Linked DNA regions of Mus musculus: region 2 is linked to region 1. The links are chromatin contacts, called in public promoter capture Hi-C maps. All regions are on one chromosome and are shown on one strand. Each heading gives the region's core, a stretch centred on a gene start, on an enhancer-like site or on the middle of the called end of the contact. The rest is flanking DNA. Distances are from core to core; before and after follow the strand shown. Region 1 holds the start of Zfp366 (zinc finger protein 366). Region 2 holds the start of Cartpt (CART prepropeptide).

Evidence for each region. Promoter capture Hi-C pulls out the DNA fragments that hold promoters and counts their contacts.
Region 2: a promoter capture Hi-C map of embryonic stem cells shows a contact between it and region 1, with 7 times the contacts expected there. The contact joins the promoter of Cartpt here to the promoter of Zfp366 in region 1. A contact is called at or near these places in 5 of 39 promoter capture datasets (the C10 cell line, embryonic stem cells, hippocampal neurons and 2 more) and 1 of 9 other capture datasets (macrophages).

The regions. Positions count from the first base shown.
Region 1 is chr13:99,183,345-99,188,966 of GRCm38.p6, forward strand. It overlaps Zfp366 (zinc finger protein 366), which reads left to right and starts at 1,479. Exons shown (of 5, transcript NM_001004149.1): 1 at 1,479-1,520.
Region 2 is chr13:99,896,908-99,902,721 of GRCm38.p6, forward strand. It overlaps Cartpt (CART prepropeptide), which reads right to left and starts at 3,776. Exons shown (of 3, transcript NM_001081493.2): 1 at 3,569-3,776; 2 at 3,050-3,133; 3 at 1,576-2,119. The coding sequence starts at 3,727. The coding sequence ends at 2,012.

The sequences.
Region 1 (5,622 bases), core at 229-2,728:
GAGGCAATCCATGAGGTTTATAATCTCCACCTCATTTTTTTTTCAATATCGAGTAAATCAAGGAAGCAGCTTATGACCAATGTTTCTTGTGCCACCACAAAGAACCACACAACTGCTGGTTCCTGTTTGTGGTGACAATGGTCTCAACTGAATGAATGGAGGGTACAAGATTCACAAAGCTAATTAGATGATTTGGGCCCAGCTCCCTCTGTCAATGAAGCCATCACTCACAGAGCCCAGGCTTGCCCACCGGGCTCCAGCTCCCTCTGTCAGTGCATGTATCTCCCTAAAGAGCCCAGGCTTGCCCACTGAGCCCTAGCTCCCTCTGCCACTGCAGTCATCCTTCACAGAGCCCAGGCTTGCCCACTGGGTCCCAGCTCCCTCTGTCACTGCAGTCATCCTTCACAGAGCCCAGGCTTGCCCACTGGGTCCCAGCTCCCTCTGTCAGTGCATGTGTCCCACAAAGAGCCCAGGCTTGTCCACTGAGCCCCAGCCCCATCTTCAGTAAAGGATGCTCACCCCAATTCTTCTGCTCCCACTCGGCTTTCCCCCTCCTCTTTCAGAAACAGAGATTGATTTATCTAGGACCTCAGATGGTTCACAATATTCTCAAAACAAATTAGCACCCTCCCTCCAGTGCTCCTGAGGTGACTACATCCAAGAAGGACAGGACAGTGTAAACAACAGTCGGAATTAACTGTGGCTGGCAACGCCACACTAAGTGGCTTCTTTTCCTTTTTCGTCCATCAGCAAAGATGGAACCGGACTTGGCCCAGCACACAGAGCCCAGTGAGCACTGCATAAATCTGCTGTTTGACTGTGAGGAACTTGAAGAACCTAGAGCCAGGCGAGGAACTGGAGCAGTGCTGGGGTTTCAAAGCAGCTAGGAAAAGTCAGAAGGCCTGGGTGGCCAGGCACTGTGCCCTTTGGTAAAGGCTGCAGGTTCCCTCTTGGTTAGCCCAGCAGCCCAGACTTTCCCTCACTGAGAGTCAGAGTTGACACGACATGATTTGTTCCTTTTGGGCTGTGTCAGTTCTGTAAGGCAGACACCAGAGGCTGCAACCAGGAGAGCCTGCGTTTGTTTGGACAGGACAGAGCCACTCAGGGGTTTTCATGTCCTGAAAGCTCCCAGGGCAGAGAGTATATCTGGGGAATTCGTTTTTGTAAAGATTTTCTTTCTTTCTTTCTTCCCCCTCCCCTTCCAACATTTTGTTTAAGAGAAAATGAGATGTCTATCTTCTGTTTCCTTATTTTTTTTCAGGAAAGCGAAGGGTTGTTGACTTCCGCCCTCTCCCCTCCCTTCCTTCCTTCTTCCCGAAGGTACTCATCTGAGAAAAAGAGAACGGGGTATTGTTCCTGTTCTCCTTCTTAAGTCACTTGAAACACTGTCCCTGCGAGTCCTTTAAGTTCCCTGCAATCGGTACACAAGAGAAAGAGGGAGAGAGAGAGAGGGAAAGACAGAGACAGCCAGAGACCAGGTAAAGCGGTGGGGGCTGCTGCCTCTCAGCCCTCAGGAGCTGGTAAGTGACCATGTACTCCTTTCTACCTTCATTTCAATGTCCCTGTGATGGAGACTGACTGGGCATCTTCCACAGAAACCACCTCCCTGGGCTGCTCTTTAATCAAAAGGTGTGACTGATGGGTGGCCTAGAGTGTAAGCTCATGCCTCGTTGCAGAGGAGAATATTAATGCTTTGCAGAGCTGAGGCTTGCCAGGAGTGGAAATGGAATTGTGTTGGGGCTGAGGAGGTCGCTGTGTTAAATTTGAATTGTTTTGTCATAGGCAACTTGAGTTTACTAGGAACCATTGGGACATGTGGTGTGCCCCACTGGAGGGGTCACTGCTCCCAGGACTGCATTCTGAGAGCCCTCTCAGGGTGTCTGTTGAGAATTGTGATTTGCTCATGGAGTTTTGGTATATTTATTGTCTGCCTTGAAGTGTCTTTCTTCTGATTTTTGTTTGTTTGTTTGTTTCCATTCTGTAGTTCACCTCCCCAAAGTGAACTGTTCATGCATGGCTGTTGCTCTGTCCCTGAAGTAGGAGGGAAAGGGAGGGAATACCTCTTTGGAATAGTGCTGTGTGTGGGAGATTTGGGAGAAAGGTGCCCCATGTGGGTTAAATGTAAATGTACTGTCCACTGTCAACTCGGAGTGTCATGCGCCACACAGAAGAAGGCAGGGATACGAGGGCATTGACTTCAGTTTTGGAAATCAGTGTGTGACTGGACTGGAGGATTTAGATTGATTGCTTGTGTCAGGAAGAATGAAAAGCTAAGCCACAGATGCAATTGAAAAACAGTCACCCAGAGCCTGCTGTTCTAAAGCACCAAATAGAACACGGCAAGGTAGTCAGGCTCATATAGACACTATGCCAGCAGCGGTTAAACGTCCGAGTTGCTTCCATTGCGTTTGACAGAGAGGGTAATGTTACCAAGAAGTTGTTATGGCAAGCCAAGAGGGAGCCGGCATCACGTTGTCAAAAATAGGTTAGCAAGGTCAAGCCAAGACTGGGGCACGGCTGCTATTAATAATTTAATCCAGTGAGGTGCTGGATGGGTAGAAGGCAGTGGCCATGCGTGCTTCTCAAACCATTCATTCCTATGGTATAGACGGGTTGAAATCCTCAGGGTATGAGCAGCATAGTAAAAGTAGTTCGACATTTTGAAATTAATTTGGCCAGATCATGTTTTAACCACAATCGCGTAATTAATCTTTATTTGAAACTGAGCTGTCACCTTAATGAAGATGAGACAGTCTAGTAGATCTGGATGATTAATGTAGGTTTGTTATTTATTTTTTAAAAAGAGACTTTCCCTAGAATCCCCATAATACAATGTACATGGAAGAGACAGGATTAGCAGTTGCCCCTTAAGGATGCAACCAAGTGTAACCTTGGTGGCCTGAGGTGCCTGGCTCTTCCCTCACCTGCCCCAGCCACCACATCCCCATGCATCCCCAGGGCAGCAGCGTCCAGGACGGATGTTCTCGGGCATTTTGTATTAGTACTGGCCAATTGCGACCCCAGGAGAGATGCCGGGTGGCACACAATCCTGCTTGACTCCTTTCGCTTTCATTTCTCCTGATATTATTAATGCCATGCACGATGGATGCGATGGGGGACAAACAGCTTCAGGGCCACTCTAAGGATAAGTCAGGTAAAAGCGGGGAGACTATGTTTGCTGTGGTCCTTCCTGGGGGCCAAGACTAAGGAGCTGAGAGTCATGAGGTCATTGCCAGGATGGCTGCTGGATACTGTGGGGGTGGGGGTGAGGTTCAGGAAAAAAAAAATCCTTCACTGACATTAGCCTAGGCCACTGCTACACAATCTATCTTTTCCTCAGCTCCAAAGAGCGAGTTGACATTTGTGGAAATTTCCAGAGTGATTCTTCTCTAGGGACATCATGGGCTCCTTTTTGATAGCATGGGAAATTCCAGTTTGGAATGATCCAGAGCCTTGCTCATACAATAGTTCACTAATTAATTTTATGCCAAAATGGTACCAACAGCTAAATTACCAACGTGTCATCTGCATTTGCAGGGTGCTAACAGTTGAACTTAGGATGTGTGCTAGGCACATGTTCTTCTACCAGTCTCTGCCCCACGCTCGGTTAAGTATTGCTTAGATCACATCATGCATGCTCTGTCTCCCACAGGGCTGTGTGAGCATGCATGACTCAAGTCAGAACAAGAAGAGTGTAAAACGGATGGGACACAGCGAAACAAGCTGAGCTAGAGTTTCAAATTTGTCATTTACTGATGGGGACAGGGGTTTGGATCGGGTCTCTAAGCTAAGTCTGTGTCTCCCAAATGTAAAACTGCTTTCATACAATATATTCTGAGGATGAAGTGAAACCACAGCTAGGAAGCAGCTAGCACAATACTAGGGAACTCGCAGGAGTCAGCCACTGTCAGATCTTTTTCAGACTCATATATTAATACTTAGGTGGTTGGCCTGGGTTTTGACAAATTGAGAAAATAGACTAAAATTTTGTCATGTATTTATTCTTGATACTATACCAACGATCTATCAGAAGAAATCATTCCTTATAATTTTCAAGTCGGGCACACACTGAATACGCATATTCCGAGCCTTGAAATCACATGACACAAAAGCCCGGTATTGTTGGACATGCTCATGTCCATCCGTCTTGAAGGCACAGGTGCGGTGGACCTTAGCTGCATGTAGTGACAGCGGCACTCCAGCCTCCACTGTTGGGAAAGGCTTCCTTTAGGACCACACTTCTGTCCTGGGATGCACGTGGGAAGAGAGCTGAAAGATGCTACGGACATCGGTACTTCCTCCCACCCACTTCCCCATGTTCATGGTTTTCACTGCCGTGACCTCTTCCCTGACTGTGCAGGACTGTAGACGATGGTGGCCATGCCACAACTTACAGGGGGAGAAGAGCAAGTGGAAGTGACATAAGGTGCTGTTCCCTCTTCCTAACCATCCAGCATCGAGCTCTCACCCCCAGATTCATCAGTAGCAAGGTGTCAGCCACGGATGTGTGCACTGGGTTGGGGAGGAGGTGTGTGTGAACCAACTGTTGTTTCTCTCTCTCTCTCTCTCTCTCTCTGTCTCTCTCTCTCAACTTCACCACCAGCAAGTCTGTTAGCTCATCAAATAAAAATGATACTTTTATTTAGCTCCCAAACTTCCCTCCACGTTCCAAAAACAGAACAGGCAACACCAAACGAGCCGGACTCCACCACCCAGAGCTGGACTCTACCACCCAGAGCCCAAGCTCCTGAGACCCTTGCTTTAGAGTAAAGGCTCTGATACAATGGAGACTGATTCGGACACCAACCTAAGAAGCACAAATTCAAGCTGGGCACCCCACCCCACTGTGCAAAAAGTGCCTTTCAATGTGGGGTGGTGCGGAGAAAAAGGCCAGATTGGAAGTCAGACCATATGTGTTCTGATCCAGCTCTGTACTCCCTGACCGATACCTTACCGGATTTCTTTACTTGCTTGGACCTCTGATCTCTCTGTGGAGAATGACAGGGTTGGATAAAGTCAATGATGAGAGTAGGTGAGAACCACAGAGAGGGACCAGCTTGTCTATTGTCATATCAGGACCTAGAATAGCACATAGCATACAATGATGAAAAAGAATATTTGTTGAATAGATGAATTATAAACGAATGGGCTGTCCAGTGGAGTGAGCTCTCTTTATATGACACCAAATGAAGCAATTAATTAGTTAAGGGAGGACAAAAAACAGGTCAAGCTTTGGGCCAAGGGAAGGTCGAGCCAGTCCCACACTGCCGGCTTGGCAGTTCTACACTCGAGCTGACTGGCATCCTGTGAGTTTGTTCTACTGTAACGTATGGGGCTGCCGAGAGTGTATTAAAGGGTCAAACTGGCAGGTAACCCACCTATTTGCTCATGGGAGATAAAGACTTATCAGAGAGATTCACGGAGAGACTATTGGCTGCATCTCATATTCCATTCGTCTTCTGGGCAGATGACGGGTGAGCAAATTGTTTTTGGCAAGAGAAAGAATGAGTATTTGTTTTCCCTTGGCTGAAGAGCTATGAGGCAGGATTCAGCCTTGAGGGAATGAAGGCAACACTCTTGTGAATATCGAAGGCAAGGCTTTGCATGCAAATTAAAAGAGGA
Region 2 (5,814 bases), core at 2,526-5,025, 720 kb after region 1:
AACATATTTTCCAATCAAGGGGCTGCCCAGAACTGGGATGTAGGTCTTTAGGGGCTTCCCAGAACTGGGATGTAGGCGGTCTTTTGGTAGAGAGTTTGTACTTGCCTAGCACACACAGAGCCCTGAGTTTGAGCCCCAGACCCATCCATGTAGGCTGACTCTGTTGGCACGTGGCTGTAACCCTAGGACAGACAGAGATGGGCAATTCAGAAGATGAAGGTAATCCTTAGCTACAGAACCGGCTTGAGACAAAACTGAGTCGCAGGACACCCTGTCTCAAAAAGAACAAAACAAAAGTTCAGGTTTTCCATCTTGTTTTAAGTGTGCCCACGGTTGGAAAGAATATGTTTATTGGCCCGTGGTGCTGAATTTCTCTTCAGAAGCCACACCCATAAAGACACTCAAGCTGTCAGGCCATTGCCGAGTAGCCTCATGATTGTGAAAGACTAAATACTACACACACAGTCAAAATTGTCTGGGGCTATCTTTAAGAAAAGTAGCCTCTTGTTTTCCTGATTGAATACTCATCACTAATTGCCTTCCGCTCTATGCAGAAGCTACAAGTCAGTGTGGAGTCCTTGGTAGGCCTCCAGCTTTGATCAACCCTAAAGCTAAGGCTGTTGGATAGCAGCTAAAATATACAACAGACTTCCTCCTCTTGCTGTTGCCTGCCTGCCTAAAGCTCCTACCAATGTACTTGCTGGATCTATTGATTTATGATTTTCTTTGTTCTGTGGATGGAAGAGTTTATATAACTTCTTTCCTTCCAGAGAATGTCACTGAAGGTAACTTGAATACATGCACCCAGAAGTTAACCACGTAGATTTGGCTCAGAATAAACCATTTGTTGGCTTTAAAGCAGGGTTCTTGTATAAAGATAGGACTTATTGGTTTACACACACACACACACACACACACACACACATTCAAACATAGGTTCCCTATACATTTGTTTGCTGAGTCTGACTTATTTCACTTAACATAATGATTTCCAGTTCCATCCACTTTTCTGAAGATATCACTTCACTTATCTTTATGGCTGCACACAATCCAATTGAGTGTCTGTTGCACAAATTCTTCATTCATTCTTTTGTTGCTGCACCTCTACGGTGATTCCATTCCCTGGCTTTTGTGAATAGTGCAGTAATGAACACATATGTGCAAGTGTCCCTGAACAAGGCTCACTGCTGAAAACCAAGGTCTGAATAAGTAACAGTGTGCTTGTTATCTCAAACCCAACCATCTCTACCCCTCCTCTCTCTCTCTCTCTCTCTGTCTCTGTCTCTGTCTCTCTCTCTCTCACACACACTGGGAAGAGAGAGAGAGAGAGAGAGAGAGAGAGAGAGAGAGAGAGAGGAGAGAGAGAGAGACTACCACCACACCTCTGTAGTTAGCACACAGTATGTATACTGAAGCTGGTGTAACACACTCCTAATTAATGATCAAAACTCCTTGGAGCTGAGGTGCTGCTCTCCCAATAGACAGCTATTTTTAAAATATTTCTCTTTCAAAACAACAGCATGATTAATCCTATTATTCCTATTTAAATTACTTATGTAGAAAGAGCCATGCACTGTGAGCAATTGTTAAAAATGCTTTATTATGTGTAATTTGTACATGCTTCAATTTGTGTGGCTTTAGGGCAATTTATTTTCCGGGTTGTGATGTCATCTACCCAAATTAACTAGATCTAATTCTCATTGTGACACACCACATACAAAAATACAGTTTTAAAACGAAGTTCCTCTTCTTCCCAGAAAGATTCACAAGAATGTGTCAGATGGATAAAACAAGAAAAGAAATCTTTGCACACACACCAACACCATTCGAGGCATTCTCCTTCACACAATGATGTCAAATCTTTTATTTTGAAGCAACAGGGAAAGAGCCCATCCGCTCTCTGAGGGGAACGCAAACTTTATTGTTGCTAAAGCCAGGCTCCAGGGATAATGGAGCGCTCCTTTGGGGGAAAGAGGGAATATGGGAACCGAAGGTGGCGGCTGTCGTCCCTTCACAAGCACTTCAAGAGGAAAGAATTGCAGGAAGTTCCTCGGGGACAGTCACACAGCTTCCCGATCCTGGCCCCTTTCCTCACTGCGCACTGCTCTCCAGCGTCACACTGTCAACAACACAACCGATGGTTACTGGGGTCCCAAGGGAGCTTCCTCATGGTACCATCAGCTCAGGTCGAAGCAGTCAGATCCGAAGCCCAGGGGGCCTCGGGCTTATAATTTCAGAAAGAGGATATTTAAAGGAAGAAATTTAAATGACTGATCCCCTCCTCCTACGTTCTTCTGCCTTTGGGGAGGGACCACAATTTCAGCTTCCTTTTCTCTTTATCTGAAAGGGGCGGGGGGGGGGGGAAATCACCCAGATTCTTGCATCTAAGAAATATACACGCCTTTAATCCCAGCACTCGGGAGGCAGAGGCAGGCGGATTTCTGAGTTCGAGGCCAGCCTGGTCTACAAAGTGAGTTCCAGGACAGCCAGGGCTACACAGAGAAACCCTGTCTCGAAAAACCAACATATATATTTTTTTCTCATAACCTTTGTTTTCTGCTTTCCCACTTCCTTGCTCAAAGAAGGAAAAAGTGTGTGTGTGTGTGTGTGTGTGTGTGTGTGTGTGCGCGCGCGCGTGTGATTTTTACCTAGAGCTGTACAACGAAGGTGACCAGTCCTGAAAACTTTTTATCACAGAATTTAAGAAAGAAAACAACAACGAAATGATACAAATAAAGAAAAAGAAAAAAAATGGTGGTGCTCTAGAAGGAATTAGAGAGAACTGAATAGATTCAAGGGCTCTCCCATTTGAGATGTTTCAGAAAGTACTCCCACTCAGATCATGAGACTGTTTTCTGGCCCTAAGTAGCCTGTTCCCTCTTGTTCTTAGAGACCAAGGAGCAAAGGGGCGAGGGCAGAAGCAAAGAGGACGTTCCAGATAAATTCTTCACCTAGCTGCTCAGCCACCTGCTAGAGTAAAGACCGTGTGTAAGATTCTAGGCAATCTTTTCTCGTGGAAAAGTAGGGAAAAGGGAACCCGGAGCCTTACCATGGGGACTTGGCCGTACTTCTTCTCGTAGATCGGAATGCGTTTACTCTTGAGCTTCTTCAGGACTTCTTGCAACGCTTCGATCTGCAACATAGCGCCGGGAGCCCGAAGTTGCCGCCTTGGCTGCGAGCCCAGCGCAGGTGCTCACTTTCAGCCCAGTTATAAGGAGCCCGGGACACACAACCGCGGGGCAGCAGGACTCGGGGGACAAAGGGGAGTAGATACTGGTGGAAAGGAAGCCAGGCGGGCAAAGTCCCTAGACCTGACCTCACCTTCCAGAGCCTCCAAGGAGCACACTGCCCAGACCGGCCACAACTAGGGATTCGCTCGACAGACAGCCCGCAGCCCGTGAACTCAAATATCTTTGTCTGGTAGAGGGTACCCAGGGTACTTTTTTTTTTTTAATCCAGCGTCAGGGGCTCTGCCTTCTGGGATGGGACTGGGATAGAGGGGGACGCACGCAAAGCAAGGACCCTGTGGTAGTCCAGTGGGGGAACCCGAGGCGAGGGAAATACTGACCAGCTCCTTCTCGTGGGACGCATCATCCACGGCAGAGTAGATGTCCAGGGCTCGGGGCTGCAGCTCGGCGTCCTCCTGGGCACGGGCACCCAGCAAAGGTAGCAGTAGCAGCAGGGCGGCGCCCAGGAGGGGTAGCAGCCGCAGGCGGGAGCTCTCCATGGTTCTGGACCTCCTCGCTGCTCGGGCACTGCGCTCTCCGGCTTCTTATAGCCGGTTGAAATCGGGTGCCGGGAAGAGGGAGGGGGAGAAGAAGGACGGGGGTGTGGAGGAGAGCCCGGGTCAGCCGTCTGTAGGCAGCGCTCCGCTGCCGTTTGACGTCAATGCCCGCCGGGCTCCGGGAGCCCGGGAACGAGGCTCTGCGCACAGATGGGCTAGAGCGCAGAAAACAAGACCCCGTGCCCCGAAACGCTGTCCGCCCCGCAGCCAGGGAAGCTTCCCTAGGGGCCAGAGCTGAAACTGAGGGGCAAAAGGTGAGGGAAATGGAAAATGCCTTCGGGGCAATGAACAAGCAGAAGAGTTGTTTTCCCTATCTTAGCCGTGGTAGATGCACCAGAGTTCTGCTCATAGGCTCTGCTTTGCCTCCCTAATCCCCAAGCCCCGGGTGTAGCAGCAAGAAGGATATGTGGACTCCAGCAGGCTCACTTGCTGAGCACAATTCTAGGAAAGCTAGGGAGTGAGGGAGATGATCAGCATACTAGACGAAGGGAAATTATGTCCTCTGCACCAAGGGCTCTGTAGAGGCTGTGTGATACTAATAACCCGAAGAGGAAAGTAGAGTAACTCAACTGAACGGGAGCGAGAGAACCGGACGTGGTACCAGTCCTGGGCCAATCACTTCCAGAGTCTGTACCTTAGCACAAAGTTAACCTTTCTGATGGGCTGACAGATGGCTCAATGATTAAGAGCACGTGCTGTTTTTACAAGGTCTGAGCTCGAGTTCCCAACACCGCAGGCACCTGCACTCGTGTACACATACTTACACATATATGGATAATTAAAACTAAAGTAATAGCACATTTTTAAAGAACCTCTCCGAACATCTATCTTTGTCTTATAAAACCGAAGTTGGAAGAATGTAACACTGGAAGGATGGAATTGACGGCTCTTGTGTACAACGTTCCTTAGTTACCCTCGCCACAATAAACACTAAGTTACCCTCGCCACAATAAACACTAAGTTACCCTCGCCACAATAAACACTGAGTTACCCTCGCCACAATAAACACTGAGTTACCCTCGCCACAATAAACACTGAGTTACCCTCGCCACAATAAACACTGAGTTACCCTCGCCACAATAAACACTGAGTTACCCTCGCCACAATAAACACTGAGTTACCCTCGCCACAATAAACACTGAGTTACCCTCGCCACAATAAACACTGAGTTACCCTCGCCACAATAAACACTGAGTTACCCTCGCCACAATAAACACTGAGTTACCCTCGCCACAATAAACACTGAGTTACCCTCGCCACAATAAACACTGAGTTACCCTCGCCACAATAAACACTGAGTTACCCTCGCCACAATAAACACTGAGTTACCCTCGCCACAATAAACACTGAGTTACCCTCGCCACAATAAACACTGAGTTACCCTCGCCACAATAAACACTGAGTTACCCTCGCCACAATAAACACTGAGTTACCCTCGCCACAATAAACACTGAGTTACCCTCGCCACAATAAACACTGAGTTACCCTCGCCACAATAAACACTGAGTTACCCTCGCCACAATAAACACTGAGTTACCCTCGCCACAATAAACACTGAGTTACCCTCGCCACAATAAACACTGAGTTACCCTCGCCACAATAAACACTGAGTTACCCTCGCCACAATAAACACTGAGTTACCCTCGCCACAATAAACACTGAGTTACCCTCGCCACAATAAACACTGAGTTACCCTCGCCACAATAAACACTGAGTTACCCTCGCCACAATAAACACTGAGTTACCCTCGCCACAATAAACACTGAGTTACCCTCGCCACAATAAACACTGAGTTACCCTCGCCACAATAAACACTGAGTTACCCTCGCCACAATAAACACTGAGTTACCCTCGCCACAATAAACACTGAGTTACCCTCGCCACAATAAACACTGAGTTACCCTCGCCACAATAAACACTGAGTTACCCTCGCCACAATAAACACTGAGTTACCCTCGCCACAATAAACACTGAGTTACCCTCGCCACAATAAACACTGAGTTACCCTCGCCACAATAAACACTGAGTTA